Regions from separate parts of the Gossypium hirsutum genome. Here region 1 is linked to region 2. A link is a contact called in public Hi-C data. All regions are on one chromosome and are shown on one strand. Each heading gives the region's core, a stretch centred on a gene start, on an enhancer-like site or on the middle of the called end of the contact. The rest is flanking DNA. Distances are from core to core; before and after follow the strand shown. Region 1 holds the start of LOC107950182 (DNA-directed RNA polymerase I subunit rpa49). Region 2 holds the start of LOC107942198 (cocosin 1).

Evidence for each region. A called contact is a pair of places that touch in the nucleus more often than the background predicts.
Region 1: a Hi-C map of leaf shows a contact between it and region 2, with 2.1 times the contacts expected there. The contact joins the promoter of LOC107950182 here to the promoter of LOC107942198 in region 2. A contact is called at or near these places in 5 of 34 Hi-C or Micro-C datasets (leaf and petal).

What each region holds. Positions count from the first base shown.
Region 1 is chrA03:590,859-593,636 of Gossypium_hirsutum_v2.1, reverse strand. It overlaps LOC107950182 (DNA-directed RNA polymerase I subunit rpa49), which reads right to left and starts at 1,481. Exons shown (of 4, transcript XM_016884977.2): 1 at 880-1,481; 2 at 1-113. The coding sequence starts at 1,326. It overlaps LOC107950189 (ubiquitin carboxyl-terminal hydrolase 20), which reads left to right and starts at 2,190. Exons shown (of 8, transcript XM_041104588.1): 1 at 2,190-2,778. The coding sequence starts at 2,472.
Region 2 is chrA03:435,765-438,464 of Gossypium_hirsutum_v2.1, reverse strand. It overlaps LOC107942198 (cocosin 1), which reads left to right and starts at 1,399. Exons shown (of 3, transcript XM_041104536.1): 1 at 1,399-1,828. The coding sequence starts at 1,633.

The DNA of each region.
Region 1 (2,778 bases), core at 232-2,731, 160 kb before region 2:
GTAAGCTCTCCCAGCTTGTCCATTCTATTGGCAGTAAGTTCACTCTTTGTGGAATTCGAAGCTTCTTCATTAGCAGTCTCGGCAGTTCTAACTCTCGGTTCCAATCTAAATATCTACAATTAAATCACGCAAAGCCAATTACATTAACTAAAAACCATAATAAACATCTTGTTCGATAGCAACATGATTTCCCTTACCACAAACATCTTCATTATATAACTTAAGGGCCAGTAGTTACACAAATAAGAGAATACACATATACACATACATCTCCATTATATAACTTAGGGCCAGTAGTTACACAAATAAGAGGATACATACACATACACATACACATACACATACACATACACATACACATACACATACACATACACATACACACACATACACATACCTCTCCATTATATAACTTAAGGCCAGTAGTTACACATACACATACACATACACATACACATACACATACACATACACATACACATACACATACACATACACATACACATACACATACACATACACATACAGATACACATACAGATACACATACACATACACATACACATACACATACACATACACATACACATACACATACACATACACATACACATACACATACACATACACATACACATACACATACACATACACATACACATACACATACACATACACATACACATACACATACACATACACATACACATACACATACACATACACATACACATACACTATATAACTTAAGGAACAGTAGTTACACAAATAAGAGAATACACATACACATAGACATACATCTCCATTATATAACTTACAGCTAGTAGTTATACAAATGAGAAAATACACATACATACATATACATAGAAAAAATGTTACCTTATTAGTAGCAATAGGGATAATTTTGAGAGTCCCAGCCTCTTTATCAAGAACCCCAAGTGAGTACCTACAAACTTGTGCAGCAGCAGCCTCACCTGTAAAACTTGACCCAACAAAATCCACATTTGACCCACCAGGGCTAACCACAACTTGAAGCCTATTACCCTTTCTTTGAGCCATGTTTCTATAAACCTTGACCTTCGGGACCTTGGGTGAGTTGTTCTGGTTATTGGGTTCTTCTTCATCTTGTCTTTGTTGAGTTTGAGGGTTGTAACCAGATGGGAAATAAGCAACTAAAGGTGGAATCTTGTTTGGTTGGTCTTGAAAAAGTTGGATTTTTACTTGCAAATTCTCATGTTTTGCCCCACCAGGATTTTGATTATCATCTCTGCTCCTCTTTTTGGATTTTTGTGTTCTTGATTTTGAAGCAGATGGCTGTTTATCCATGGTGATCGCCTAATAGGGAAAAATAACCCCTTCCTTTGAAAGAAGAGAGAAGAGTCCGGCTATGGAAGTGTGGAGAGAAAATAATGGAAAAGGAGAGAGTATCAATCAAAGATAAAAATTGGGTATTTTGATCTTAGGGTTTATTAATTAGGGGTTGGATAATATTTTTGGGTTTGGAACAAGGAAAATATAGGCTTCAAGCCCAAACTTCATTTCACCTAACTCAGTTTTATGGGTCTTAAATTGTCCGACACCAACTATTCAAAAATTTTAAAAAAATTACTATTTAATATGTTATCTTTAAAATTTTGATTGATATGCCTACCATTTTTTGTTGGGTTTATCAGTTTAGGATATTTGGGCTTGAATTTGGGTTTATCGATATAAGCTAAAAAAATTATTTGGGTGTTATTTTGGTTAAACTCGATTTTGATATTTTTTAATCAGTACAATTGGTTTTGATTTTTGGTTCAATAATATTGTCTAAATTGATACAATCATTAAGCTTTTTTAAATTGGACCGATGTTTGAATCAGTCAAATTATTATTTTTGTTAATTTATTTAAATAAATCATTAAAAAAATTAATAAAACTAAAAAATATTAAAAATCGATTCAACTAGTTCAATCGTTAATTCAACAGGTTTATACTAATTCTCAACTCATCCGATCTAAAATATTTATCCGAATCAATACCCCAATCCACACCTAATCAAATTTAAATAATATTGAAACGATTTTATAATAAAATATAAAAAAGAAATCTCACATTTTATAATAATTTTCTTTAACCGACAAAGCTGAAAAGGGAAACAAAAAAATAACCCTAAAAAAAGAGAGGGTTTGACCAAAACTCAAAAGTCAAAACGATCTGTTCAGTTCTCTCTTTTTATTTACCTTCTACAGTAAGCAGTCTATTTTTTATACAGTCAATGGAGAAGAAAACCAAAGAAATGGCGGCTTAAAAAATTTCCCTCCCCCTTTCAAAATTGTTCTCCAAGAAAACCCCACTATTCTTCTTAATTATTCCAGCAAGATTGGGGATTCCAAAGTTCGTTTCTTTTGGAGATACATAATTCTTAATCTCCCCGAAACTCCTTTTTTTTTCTGTCGAAACTCATTGCAAGCTTTTATCACCGTCTTTCTATGGAAACCCAAACGTATACTGATAAACCAAATGATCCTTCTCCCTCTCAAATCGATCAGGTTCCGTCTCTAGTGCCCGATTCTTTATCTGGGTCATCATCTTTTTCTCCAATGGTGGCTGTTAATGATTCCCTTGATCTTGCCACCATGTTAGAAAGCTTCCTCGAAGATGAAACGGCGGTGAACCCTGAAGGTCTGAACGTGCTTCCGTTAACGTATCAACAACCCCCTTCGTCTTCTTCTGATGAATACGAATTGTCTCAGATCCTAGCTTTACTCCCTTATGATTCTAAGCAACCCCATGATC
Region 2 (2,700 bases), core at 150-2,649:
ATTTTTATTTTTATCAAAATAAAATGATAATTTTTATTATTTTAATTTTTTTAATGATACCATTAATTGTTTTTTAAGTATAATTATGCTAGGACCACGACATATTAATAGAAATTTTAGTATCATAAATTTTAAACTTAATATTATATATAATGATGTTTTGACACGATTAAATGTAGATTTAAACTCGATGTAATCTATCCGAAACTAGATTTTAAAATTAAAAAAGTTTCAACCTTATCGAATTGAATCGAATCGTGTTTTTATCGAATTGAATCAAATCGTGTTTTCATCCCTACTCAAAATATTCTATTATTTTATGATTATTGATTCATATGTTTAACCAAACCTAGTAACAAGCAAATAGTAGAAGCATTATTTATGATAGCATCCTGAACGTGCCTCATTCAGTGTGATTGTCGACCCCGTTGTGTTGTCTTTGTCGGTTTGATTGTTACATATCAATAATCAAACGTATTTTTCAAATTTATAAATTTTATTTTCCTGTATTATGTGCTAACTCAAATGTAACAGTTAAATTTGTTTCGTTAAATTAGTGTCATTAGTTCTGTATTATGTACAAAGTTATAAATTTAGTCCACGTTTACCAATTCATGTTCAAGATTCGTGACTACTCATCCCAACAATGTTATCTTCAATGTTCAAACTACGTTATCTTATTGAGAGTACAATGTACCTTACCACTGTAACCGATACTTATTAGTGGATATAAGGCACATGTCATGAAGTAATAGTGAAAAAGAAAAAACTTTGGGCAGATTGAATTCAGGTTTTGTATGAAATTTTAAGTTCAAGTTTAGAATAAATCTATCTCGCCTAGTTGCCATCACTACTAAAAGTAAGGTATTCAATATTGTATCGATGGGCGTATCGTTTTTGCCTTGGTACAAATATATACTGGTATTGACATGTTTGATGTATCGTTTTAAATTTATTGATATTTTAAAATAATTTTCACACATATATTTCTAATCTAATTATTAATTTAAATATTTTCACATGCATATTTTAACTTTTAATTTCTTAATAAATTATATATTATCTTGTTAAAATAATAAATCAAACATTATAAACATGCAAATATATTACATATAAATTTTAAAATTATTAATTAGGTTTGATAATTTAATTTAATAATTATTAATTTTAAATGTAATTATAGGAAAACTAAAATGGTTAAGATAAAAAAAATTAAAAGTTAGTTTAAAAAATGAAAAAAAATTTATCAACTAGTACATGTCGATACACATTTGTACAAGTCGATATTAATTAAACACTAAACTTGAAACACATAAAATGGTCTAAAAATTTTTGACCCGTACAAAATTTAGACTACTTGATGTCGGTTTAAAATCGAAACAATTTCGGTATGATATTGAATACATGTATAAAAGCCTAATTTTTCTCATTTAAACTGTTCGTCTAATGGCTTTTTATCCTTTTTTAAGTGTTCCTCATTTTTCTCATTGAAATTCATTACATGGTTGTAATTACCAAATTGACGTTTATACTGAAAAGCTACTCAATGTTTCCATCTCTCTCTCTATATATGGGTGTTCATTGTATTTTTCATATATAACTGATTTGTAGAATTAAGGTAAGGTAAGAAAAATGAACATGGACTTGTCTCCCAAGTTTCCGGCAACGTTCACAGAGACTGAAGCAGGCGTGTACTACCACTGGGCAGCTGCCGATTCTCAAGTCCTTGGTGAGGCCAAAGTTGCAGCTGGTAAGCTTGTGTTGAAGCCTCGGGGCTTTGCTCTTCCTCACTATGCCGATTGCTCCAAAGTTGGTTATGTTCTTGAAGGTGAGTCTTGAGTGGGTAAATTCTATAATGGTCCTTGTAATATGTGTTTTTTTCGGATTTAGTCCCTCTATTATTATTTATTATTTACTCATTTCTTGCCCCTCAATGTGTATGTTTAGTTTTGATTTTTTTTTTCTTTTAATTCTTTCAAATCATTTGACAAAGCTTTTTTTTTTTAAATGCAATGACATGGCATATATATCTTTGCATTTCTTTTCATAATTTAAAGGAAGACAAAAAGAAAAAAGAAATGATATTTGTCCAGCTGCAAAAAAAATTAAAGTATGAATGTCACATTACAATATGTTCACATAAAAGCTAGATCAATTTATTTGGTTGAATCAATGAGGAAAAGTTTGCCCGAGGACTGAAATTGAAAATACAAATTTTAAAAAAGTATAGGACAAAAAAAGATAAAATTACAGTAGAACTAAATCTATCAAAATGTGTAGTAAAAGGATCTTTTATATAATTAAAATGACTATGTGAACTGTTGCGGCCAATAAATCAAGTATTATCCACAATTACAAAAGCATAAAGTTTGGTTTAAATATCAAGTCCAAACTAAAGCTCTTCATCCCTGTTAAGCCATATGCGGTATAATGCATTCACTAATCTATTTACCGATCTCTTACCGATCGGGTAGTCAGATTAGAAACTGGTTGGTATATGAATCCAGATAAAGAGATTGAATAAATTTCTGAGTGAACCTCTCTCAACTGATAAAATTAGAAATTGAAATGAAAATTGACAATTAAACTAGTTGCTATAATTTTTGTAGTTATTTATTTAATTATTGTTGAACTTAGTGTCAAATTGATTGAGTCAGAAATTGATAATCTAATGAATTCAACCATCAATCAGGTTCTTAC